Linked DNA regions of Mus musculus: region 1 is linked to region 2. A link is a contact called in public Hi-C data. All regions are on one chromosome and are shown on one strand. Each heading gives the region's core, a stretch centred on a gene start, on an enhancer-like site or on the middle of the called end of the contact. The rest is flanking DNA. Distances are from core to core; before and after follow the strand shown. Region 1 overlaps Dclk3 (doublecortin-like kinase 3). Region 2 overlaps Trank1 (tetratricopeptide repeat and ankyrin repeat containing 1).

What was found. A called contact is a pair of places that touch in the nucleus more often than the background predicts.
Region 1: a contact with region 2 is called in a Hi-C map of cortical neurons, with 2.0 times the contacts expected there. The contact joins two enhancer-like sites. A contact is called at or near these places in 2 of 39 promoter capture datasets (the C10 cell line and hippocampal neurons), 4 of 15 datasets of contacts at CTCF or cohesin (embryonic stem cells, pro-B cells and stem cell-derived epiblast-like cells), 173 of 484 Hi-C or Micro-C datasets (the 3T3-L1 cell line, 3T3-L1-derived adipocytes, the AML12 cell line and 89 more), 27 of 115 datasets of contacts at active chromatin or transcription factors (PVALB interneurons, SST interneurons, astrocytes and 20 more) and 2 of 9 other capture datasets (embryonic stem cells and embryonic tail).

Annotation. Positions count from the first base shown.
Region 1 is chr9:111,476,827-111,482,261 of GRCm38.p6, forward strand. The region is part of intron 2 of Dclk3 (doublecortin-like kinase 3); the gene reads left to right. Among named protein-coding and RNA genes, the nearest start is that of Dclk3, 40 kb to the left of the region's middle. Within about 2 kb of position 2,220, at least 15 of the 459 cell types and tissues checked have an H3K27ac peak or open chromatin away from gene starts, as enhancers often do. A contact at or near this core is called in cortical neurons, where this site is marked.
Region 2 is chr9:111,350,242-111,356,278 of GRCm38.p6, forward strand. Trank1 (tetratricopeptide repeat and ankyrin repeat containing 1) reads left to right here. Exons shown (of 22, transcript NM_001164659.1): 8 at 1,833-2,003. Among named protein-coding and RNA genes, the nearest start is that of Trank1, 42 kb to the left of the region's middle. Within about 2 kb of position 1,605, at least 11 of the 459 cell types and tissues checked have an H3K27ac peak or open chromatin away from gene starts, as enhancers often do. A contact at or near this core is called in cortical neurons, where this site is marked.

The DNA.
Region 1 (5,435 bases), core at 970-3,469, 130 kb after region 2:
GGGAAGAGTTGAGTCTTCTTCAGGGGAGGAGCTGAGAGGAGTGAGATGGGCTGGCGACCAGTTGTTCCTCTTCCTCACATGTGGAGTGCTGCCTTTCCTGGGTCTTGTCACTGTTCCCAGGTACTACAGCTCTGAGTGCTTGGAGTAGCAGAAATGGAGGTGGCATTGTAGGGACAGGTCACAGCTTGGGTGAAGACAAAGGCAGATCCTTTCTTGTTGGTTCCAGGATGAAGTAGGTTTGTCTGGCCATCTCACTACTGAATATGGCTGGAACTGCACACTGGTAAGTATGTGTTCTTGAGGGTGATAAGGAAAGCCTCGGGCAAGAAGGACCCACAGGGTGAGAAGGACACACACATCTCTTGCCCATTCTTCATCTGACATAAACGTCTTCCACCATTTTGTTGACCTTAATTCTCCATGTCCTTTTCCCCTCTCCCTTCTGCTACGATATACAAGTCGGTCTCAGTGGTAGCAATTCTCCGTGATCCACAGGCATTTCTTCTACCAGCTCTTACTCTCTCTCCTAAGCTAGAAGCTAGGCATGCACTCTTGTTTTCTTATTAATGCCCCAGGCATTAACAATTTTAAACATTGGTAATAACCACGGCGGCGCCTCTCATCAGGCCAGACTTCATGAAATTAAGGAACACAGATTTCAGCAATAACATGGAGTCACAAGAGACAGAGTTAGATGAAACAGGGCTTTAGTCCAGGTCATTTTGTTAGCGAATGCTAGCGATATCTTGTGGCCACCTTCCTAGGAGAATGTGTTCTCGGAAGCCCTTTGAAGATTGGAGATTGAATTTCTCAAGATTCTTTGAGTTGGAAAAAGCAGCTAAGTAGAGCTCTTCTGTGAGTTTCTGAGATCTTAGCTCTCCCTAGGCTCGGTTGTTTCTGGAAGAGCCTGATTCATCTTCTGCAAGGCCTGTCGGTTGGGGGTGATGTAAGATCAGGGGAGGAAGCTGGGGCTGGGGCTGAGGTAAACTCCCTGTTGTGTTTTGGCATCCAGCTGAAGTGAATAGGGTCAGGTGATCCTCCCTGTGGATGGGTTGGGATGGTGGGCAAGGAGAGAGGACTCTGGTGTCCTGACCTACAGCTAGTTAGTGTGCAACTCGTCTTTTTGATGGAGGAAGAAGACTCCAGGGTAATTATTGCAGCGTGAGCTTGACTGAGTTCAGGGGATCAGGGATGGTGAAAATATGCATGTAGTAGATACGGGTATCTGTTTCAAGATTCATAGTGCATGTGTGTGTGTGAAGGAGATCACAAAATTGAAGTTGCTGAAGGGGTGTGTAGAAATGGACTGTGTGTTTTTTAAGTGGGGAGGATTGGCTGTGTGGTGATGGAGCCAGTCTACAGGCTGGGGAGCTGACTCCCAGAGAGAGCAGCAGGGCGACTGAGCTGGAAGCCGCTGTTCCTCATCTCCTTTGATTCTCATCTTCCTTCTCCAGTGACACAACGGTGATGTGAAGTACAGAGAAATATGAAGCTATCAGATTCAATTTAGGAGACAAGGCTGTCTGACTGTCCTCCTTCAGCAGGCTGCCCTCAGCTAAAAACACAAGTGGCCTAGAGGCTGCTGTGCTCTGGCCTGCATGGCTCCCTGGCGTGGCCATTTTCAGACACCCTTTGTTTTTGTTGATCTTCCTTTCCCACACCCCTCCCCAGGACCCCCATCCTCCTCTTGCTGGTCCCCCTCCTCCTGGGTATTTTATTATTTTCTTTATCTCCTGCCTCTTGCTCCCCACCCCAGGAAGCCTCTTTTCCTCCTCTGGTATGACCTGTACTCACCCTCTCTACACACAAATATAAATATGAAAGTCTAGGATCTGTGTTGGAGAAAACATGTGGCATTTATTTTTCTGAGTCTAGGTTGCTTTGTCTAATGTAATAATACCCAATTCTGTTTATTTTTTTTCTACCAACGTCATGATCCCATTCTTCCTATGGCTGCATAAAGTATCGCTGTGTATTGAGCCACATTTTCATTCTTCTTTTTTTGGGTGATGGACACCTAGGCTGGTTCCATTTCCTGGCTACTGTGAACAGCGTGATGGTCAGGGGATGACGGTGCCTTTCATGTTCCAGTGTCAATTAGTGTGGGGCACTGGCATTTTGATATGGCGTGGCTTCTAAGATCACTTCAGTCCTTGTTAGTTGGAAATGTGCTTTGGAGGGAAACGGCCTAAAGAACCTTGAAGATTCAAGCAGGAATTTAGCAGAGATAAACAAGCCTCTTCCAAGCCTAATGTTGAAGGGTGCCTGGTTGCTGGTCTGTACTCTGCTGCCCCCTTCTGCTTAGAGATTAAATGTACATTTTAGATTTTATTTATTAAGGCATGTTTGCTTGTTTTTTTGGAGATAGGGTCTTCATTGCTGTACAGTGGAAAGTGGCCTGGAATTCTCTACCTTCCTGAGTGCTAGGCTTACAGGCATGCACCTCATAACTGACTGCATAACCGTGCTTAAATTGATAAACTGTGGAAGGGCAGAGTGGAGGCCAACTGATGACAACATAAAGATCTCTCTTGAGGGACACGCATGTAACTCAGTTGATAGAGTACTGGATGCATGAAGCCCTGGGTTTGATCCCTAGCACTGTGTTAACTAAGCATGGTGGTGCACACCTATAATCCGAGAACTTGGGATCTGGAAGTGGGAGGATCAGGTGTTCAAGGTCATCCTGAGCTAACTGGTTTGTTCTACATGATACCCTAACTCAAAAAAAATTTTTTTTCTTGAGATTTTGGGGCACATGTGGAGTTATCCAATCCTTCCATCACTAATGCAGACCACCTGGATTCCAAGCAGGACACTCTGGTGTGGCTGGAAAGGGGAGCATAGACAGACAGACCAGTCAGTCATTCATTCTGTGTGCAGCCATCACTTAATAGACTGTCTGTCAGAGCCCTGGATCAGCCCAGCAAGAACATGGCTTAGAACAGCAGGGTTTGATAAACTTGGAGACGTGGGTTGGGGGTAAGCGGATTCACAGGCAAGTAGATCCAGGGCAGGATGGCTTCCAAACCCAGGAAAGCCAGAAAAGCTTCTTGAGACATAGACATTGAAGTGGACATTTAATGGGGCCTTTGGCTGCTTGGCCAGATGAGAGTCCTGAGTGTTCCCTATCTCCACAGTCGAAACCAAGCCACATAAAGGACTTGCCAGGAGTCCTGGGATCATAGCTTAGAGAATTCAGAAAGCCAGTTTGGGGTTGGGGTGAGGTGGGCGGTTCACGGTCCTTGCTTCCCATCTTTGGAAAGGATGCATTCCTATTTACTGTCATCCCAGAGGGGATACTGAGAAAGCAGATAGGGATGGACTTATGGGTCATCAGGAATGGATATGTGATGAACTGGTGTCTGGTGGAGAGAAGTGTTAGACAAGTTTCCTGTTCGGGTGGAGGTCTGACTTGAAGGTAAGACAGGTATTAAGGTGAAGCAATATATTAAGGTGCCAAAACACTCACACATGGCATAGCCTTAAGTGGAATGAAGCTGTTTACATAGTGAAGCCAGCAACAGCCTCGAGAAGAGCTGAGGAGACAGGTCATTGGGTAAAAGTGCTTGCTGTGAAGGCAAGAGAACCTGAGTTCAAATCCCTGGCACCCACGTAAATGCTGGCCATGACTGTGCACGTATAATTGATGTGTTGGAGAACAGAGACAAGTGGGTACCAGGAACTTGCTGGCCAGCCAGTCTAGCTGAAACTAAGTTCAATGAGGGATCTGTCTTATTAAATAAGATGGAGGGGTGGGGCAGCCAATGTCCTCATCCTTGCATGGATACCTGTATCTACACACTACATACCTGTATCTACACACTACATACCTGTATCTACACAGGTACATACCTGTATCTACACAGGTACATGCCTGATGTATTGCCTCTCACAAAAATAAATAGATAAACACAGAAGAAAACAATAATAGACAATGCTGAGACTAGTAAAGAAACCATAACAGTAGAACCGGAGTCTTTAACACACCAGTCCTTCCCAGCAATGGGCGGTGTTCCAGGTGGGAAAAGCTGAACTCTGAAGAGACAAGAACATGATATTATGTTTTAGACAGGCTCATAGAGTCATTTAAAACTGATGTGCTGTTTTGAAGGCATATACAGGACACCAAACACAATACAATCTTAAATCAAAGCTTGAGTTTCTGGGGTAGGCTTTGGAATTGTGGGTTTCCAATTACTTTTTTTGATAGAAGTACCCATTTTATTTTGATGTATTGAATTGGCCAGATACTTTTGATTCTGATCATTTGGCTAGAAATATTTGCAAATATTTTTGTGGGGAACATTTTTTCTCAACAATTCTGTAGTCATATGATGGATGGAGACAGTCCATCTGGCAGTTCCATATGGAATTGCCAACACTATTTTGTGTTCCTTTCCTTCCCAACTAGACTTTCTAGCCCAAATTATTCCATTGTCTCTTTCAGGCTGCATCTGCCTCTGTGCGCAGAGTGAGCAGAACTCGGCTTTGGGTCCGAAACTATGGTTTGTTCTTGGCCAGGTTAACTTAGGAGCCAGTGATGTGAAGAGGCTTGGAAGGGGGCTGCAGGACACCCTGACTGGGATTAGGACACCCTGACTGGGATTAGGACACCCTGACTGGGATTCCCAGGTTCTCTAGCATGGAAATGGATCCGGGATACACAGATAGTGGTAGAAACAGAGAGAGTTTATTAAGGAAGAAAAGCACTTTATAGAATGGAAATGAGCTGGAGTTAGGTAAGGGTCAGAAGCCCAGTGGTTCCCGGATGGGCAGGCAGGGATGTGTGCACCACATTCCATGCTTTCTTGGGTTTTTCAGCCTTCCCCTTTGTCATTGTTTCTGCTCATATACCAGTCTTGACCTGGACTCAGCAATTAAGATACATGCAGCTTGTGGAGACGTCAGCTATGGGGTCGGGGGAGGCAGGGGCAGGGGCAGGAACCTCATGTGTGACACTATGATGTCATCAGGATCTCCCTCAAGCTGCATGCATCTTGAACTTGGAGCAAGACGGTACTGGGTTTGACCCTCATCATTTGCTCTATGTGGAGTGTAACGTACATTTGTTTATCTGTAGTGGGGTGGGAGCATGTGCCGCCATCCTATGTGGAGGTTAGAGTCAGGTTCTCTCTCTTCCCACCCTATGGGTTCTATACCCACTGAGCCATCTCACTGTCCCTCTAGACCACTGCTTGTTCTTAGTTTATGTTCAGAGTATCAGGACTCCTTGTTAGAACACAGCGGTGTCTGGTGGAAATGGTTTCCATCTGCACTGTCCAGCACGGTACTCAACTCACAGGTTGCTCTTGGACAAACACATGTGCCCAGTGCAGCTGAGAAACTGAGCTTTAATCAATGAATTCTTAATATCACATTTGATAACACACGAAGCTGAACTGGATTGTGCAGTGAACCTGACTCTGGTCCTT
Region 2 (6,037 bases), core at 355-2,854:
AATAGGAACGTTTTTATTTAATTATTTTAAACAAACAAACAAACACCATGTGTGTATGTATGTGTGTGTATGTATGTATATATATGCATATATGTGTGTGTGTGTATATGTATACAATTAGAAATTATATATATATATTATTTATATATATATAATTTCTAATTGTTATTTGTGTGTGTGTATGTATAGAAGACAACTTTTGGAAGTTGATTCTATTTCTTCCACCATGGTTGAGCTAAGGTTGTCCGCCTTAGTGGCAAGTGCCTTTACCTGCTGAGTCATCTTGCTGGCTCACGCAACGCTTTTGAAAACAAGCACTGCTTAGTTTTCATGGTCCATTTGATAGCCTACAGATGGGAGGCTTTTGCCTCCTTCTTTTGTAAGCTATAATAATTGTGTGAGTGTCCTGTGCTGTGTAATGAAGTACCATCAATGTGACTTACAATGACACTCCCTCTGACACTCATTTCTAAGTTCACAGTTCTGTAGGTCAGCAATATGGCATGATGTAATTGGCTTTTCTGCTGATTTTTGGAAAGGCTGAATTCAAAGTGTTGGCTTTGGCTGTGTCTGGAATCCTAGGTCTGCTTTCAGGCATATATGGTGGAGCAGAATCTAAGATACTAGGCTAGGGTTTACTTCCTTTCTGAATTTCTACCAGAAGTTGCTCTGAGCTTCTACGTAGTCGCTCTGTGGCATCTGGTACCTTCAAAACCAGCAGAGAAGAACTTTCCGAGCATCTAGTCCCTCACATCTTTGTTTCTTTGATGATTGGTTTTCTTCTCTGATCTCCAGAACCTTGGCACTTGACATTCATATAACTAGGTCAGGCCCAACTGGATAATCTTAAGGTTAGCTGACTGGGACTTGCAGAGTCTCATTACAACAGCATCTAGATTAATATATGATGGAGTATACGGACATCATGGGTCAGGAATCTTAGGGCTTAGAATTGTGCTACTACAGCAAGAGTTTAAGTGACTAGGAAGTATAAGTTTTTATTTATTATTATTATTATTATTATTATTATTATTATTATTATTATTGTATAGTGAGGGAGGCAGCTGTGAGTACAGAGATGGTGGAGGATAGCACAGTGAGCGCTGATAGTTGTCATAGAGACGCCTTATCAGACAGTAAGCGCTAGTAAGTAGTACACAGGGGAGCGGAAGGTTAGCATTGATTTAACTCTGTACCTGTGTAAGTCCTGTGCACCCCAGGGACATAGCTGTTCCATTCTGAAAATAGTCAGCTCTATGATCACTGAGACACGCTGATGCTTGCCAGATAGGTACATCCGAGCACAAACGGAGCTGACAGCTGGGAGGTTGGGTCAGGGGAATGTAACAATGACAGCAACACAACCCTAATGCTAAAGCAATTGCTCCCTTTTCATTCTGTCACCAGACAGGTGTGTGTGTGTGTGTGTGTGTGTGCATATGTTCATATTTATTTTTATATTTCATAAATCTATGTATTTTTTCTGGAACAATATTCTGCTTCCTCTCCAGGGGATAAAGAAATCTGAAGTCACAGCTTGCTCTTATCCTTACAGCTGTAACTGTTGCCTAGTAACCAGATTCCCCCTCTCTTTGCTTGTTGCCAAGGAGAGGGGAGAAAGGTAGAGAGGAGCGCACTTCTGAACCTCTTAAGAGCTATTGTCCTTCCCACTCCACACTAGGACTCCTTGCTTTGGGGGAGTTGGGTGGACTGCACAAGGCTGTCAGTTTAGGCTGCTTCAGTAAGAGGGACCCCAGTCCTCTGAGCACTCATGGGGACTTCTCCTTATAGAAGGAGACATGAGCATCATTTCTCAATTTGGTCTGCCCTAGGACAAACTGAAGATGTGCAGATGCTGCTGAGCTTTGGAGCAGACCCTACTCTGCTAGACGGACATGCTCGGACTGTTGTGGATGTTCTGAAGAGGAACAAGAACTTCAGAGCGATTGACAAAATCAACAGTCACCTGGAAAAGCTGGCATCCAGTTCTAAGGGCCTATCAGGTACAGCTCCAATGAATTTACTTGTTGTGGGGAGGTGTTGGGAACCTGGTTCTGTGATATTAGATGTAAATTGATTTATCTTTTCTTCTGATGTGTAGGTGGAAGTGAAATTTTCCCCCTCCAGTGATCAGAAAATGTGTTTGTGTTTTTGTAAAGACAGAAAGAGATAACTCTTATAGAGAGCATCTATAAGAACATTTCTACATTTGAATAGTATGGTGACCCCCACCTCCACCATGCATGCACATGGGAAAATCATATAGAATAGGAGGCAACCAAAATTAAGCCTACTTCTCAGAAACAGTTGCTGCTGACAATTCAAAATATACTTACATCTCTATTTTTTGACTGTGATTTGGGGAGACGGCTGTGTAAGATGGAGTGGAAGGTTGTACCAGTGCCACTGCTGGGCTTGTATGGTAATGCCATTTGTACCATTTGTCTTCTATCCTTAATTCTTTAAATGTTTCCTGCTTCATCTATGGGTTGATTCTAAAATCAGAAACCAGTGGGTGGCATTTTTATGGTATTGTGGTTGTTTTAAATATTACTCTTCCTACCATGAGCCTCAAGGCCGGGCCCATAGCAATGAATCAGCAGCAGCCCTGTGACCTTTCTTTCTAAGCAGGGCTGCTTAACAGAAGTGGGTGGACTGTGCTCCTTACAGCGCCGGGACTCATGCATGGCCCTTATACTTCCTGTTACCTAGAGATTTCTTTCTTGGTTTGCAAGAATTCCTACACAAGTTAAGTTTTTTAGGGAGGAAGCATGAATGGTAAAGTTATGGAGTGTTTGAAACTGTCTTTCTCTTCATATTGATTACTAATTTGGATATAGTTATCCCGTTTTATTGACAGCAGCTTGCCCTTGCCCTGCCCTGTCTTGTCGCCAGCCCTGTGATTAGCCATCAGGAACCCGCCTTCATTTAGTGGCAGCCTTTTCTGGTATATTTGTGAATCCATTGTATCTTTAGATTTATACAATATTCTATAAAATTGTGTGACAACTAAGAAAAAAATATTTAATTTCCTTCTAGCCTCTGTTGCCACTGATCAAAACTCTGATGTTAGTCGTTTTGTTTCCTCTTCTAGAACATTCTGTGGCCTTGAGTTCTGAAATTTCCTTGGAATATATATCAGGATGGAGGTCTTTATTTATTCTTCTGTGACACTTGCTAGTTTGTTTCCATCTAATATGCCTTTCCTAGCTCAGGGAAAATATTTCCTATCATTTTATCTGCCCCCCCCAACCTTTTTCTACTACTGAGTCATTGGCTAAATTTGCCAGTTGTAGTTTATCTACTTCCCTCTCACATGCATATACTTAATTTTTTCAGCTTTTCCTGTTATAATCCCCATTGCTTACTGCTACAATTTAAGATTTGGAAAACCATGATTTTAATTTCTAAGAATTCTTTCTTGTTTTGATTATTTTTTTTTCTTGAGAAATTTTATTTGATGTGTATGACTGTTTTACATGCATGCATATCATTGCACCTCGGCGTGCCTGCTGCTCTCAGAGGCCAGAAGAGAGTATTAGATCCACAGAAACCAGAGCTACACATGGTTGTGAGCTGCCTTGTGGGTGCTGGGATTGAGCCCAGGTTCTCTAGCAGGGCAGCCAGTGCTTTTAGAAGCTGAACCTTCTCTCCAGCATGCTTCTTACTGTAGTGGATCTTTGTTCTCATCTACCTCATCTTGGGTTACATTCGAGGATATCTCCCCCACCCGGGATGATTTCTGTTCCTTTTGAGATTTTGCTCTTCTTTTTCCTGCTTCTCCCTGATGCTATTGTTTTCTCTTAACTATCTCCCCATTCTTCTGCCACTTATGTTTGTAAATGGAAGACTAGATGAAATGGTTACTGTTTGTATCCCCAAGGTATTTAAATTCCTCAGAAAGACCCATCCTCTCCCTTGTACGGGTAAATGAAGGCCACCTTGGGAGACAGTCTGATGTCATCTCAGGATTTTGGAATTGGCAGAGTTTAATGAGGTTTTTGAAAGATTTATTTATTATTTTGTTTTATGGGTGTGAGTGTTTTACCTACAGGGGTGTAAGTGCACCATGTATATGTAGTACCCCAAGAGTCTAGACAAGGGTGTCAGATCCCCTTGAACTGGAGTTACAGGTGACTGTGAGCTGATGTGTTGGAGATGGGAATCAAACCTGGGTACTCTTGGAGAACATTAAGTATTTTTAACCCCCTGGCCTAGCTCTTCAGCTTCCATAAGGCAATTTTTTTTGTTGTTGTTGGGGAGATTGTTTTAACTTTTACTTACTAATTTAAAGTCCCTTCTGTTGTGTTCTTGAGGTCATGATAATAAGAAGAGGGAAACATTTGTGGCATCTCAATCCTCCCTCCTTCCCATGGATGCCCACCCTTCAGACTGTGATAGACCAGGTTTTTTTTAAATGTATTCATGTTTTAAGAAATTGAGATTTTTCTCCCTCTGTAGGGCAGTGTAATTAACCAACAATTGTGACATGCTTTCTGATAGCTTGTTTATATAATCTCAGTTTCAGAATGGCCTTCACAATTTTAGAAATCTAAAGTAACAAAAGAGGTTGCTTTGCCTATGAATTTTGAAGTTTTAGGAAAACTTAAAAGAACTGTTAGTAGATTGAAGTGGCTGACATGTTTACAAAATATTATTAATTCTTGTCTTAATTCTTAGAATAGCTCAAATATAGTTTTTTAATGGAGCCTTTTAACATCATCTAACCCTAAAAGCATTTTATCTGATTCAGGCTTTATTTATTTTTCGTGATGCTGGGGTTGGAACCCAGAGCCTTATCCTTGCTAAGTAGTGCTCTACCTCTGAGCCATACCCTAACTCTGAGACAGCCTTCCTCCTGCTCTTCTCTGACATTAATTAAGTAGCTGGTTTTGGAACCAAGAGACTAGGCTCAGTGGACTCTATGCTTGTCTTCATTGTGCTCATCAGGGTGAAGTTGTACTCACTGGCAGGAAAGCATGCAGAAGAGGAATGCAGAGTATTCCAGGACTGCTAGCCGTCTCCCCAGGGAGCCTGGTAGCAGTGCTTGCAGTCCGATGCAGAGTCTAGTTCTCAGTTGGTCCCAGCTCTCACTGGACCCAGCTCTCAGTACTGATTGTGCAGAAGTGGTATTTCTTGCTATGATGAAATAGTGAAAGAACGACAATAGAGAAACGCAGAATTAAAAGTGAAAATATAAAAGGATCTAATCAAGCAAGAAAAGAAGTTAGTGGCAGGAAGGGATTGTAAATTGAGTTCTCCTGTATTTATCAAAGTGTCCTACAAGTTTGTCCTTGAATGCAATTCTGAGTAGGATGGCGTACCACACGGTCCCTTTGAAGGTATATAGCTGCCTGGAGTTGCCTACATCTATTTTGTTTTTAAGATTTTTCCCGTTGTACAATTTAAAAAACTATAACGAGAACGGAATAGTTTTTTATTTAAAATCAGCTCCATGTAATGTGATGTCTGAGGAGATGGACTGTTCTGTGTCTCTAGTCTCATGATAGCCATTAGTCACATATGGCTATTAATGTATATGGTTTATGTATTTATATAGGTAAACTAATGGTCACTGTATCTGACTACTTTTAAATTTTAGCCCTTCAAGAGGCCTTTATATCCAAACAGTAGTTGAGAAGATGAAGAAGCCAAGGAAAAGGGTGTTGGGGTACTGGCGTGAAGATGAATCTAACTTTGCTTGTGTGGGCTCTACCTCCACATTGTCATCAACTGAGAGGACAAGTAAAAGTACTAGTTTGTGGAGAATCCGCCCTGTGGGCTCATGAATCCATCTTGATCAGTCTGCTGTGTGATCCGATGAGTTTTTACACATGTGGTCCTGAGCTCAGCACTGATCCGATGAGTTTTTACACGTGTGGTCCTGAGCTTAGCACTGATCCGATGGACAGGGCTTGTTGGTTTTGCACCGGGAAGAATGAACACGCGTACAGAACAGGACTGACAGCGCTTTCTCCATTTACTGTTTCTGTACGTTGTGGACACCATTCACTGCTGGTGGGACTGATCTCTCTGG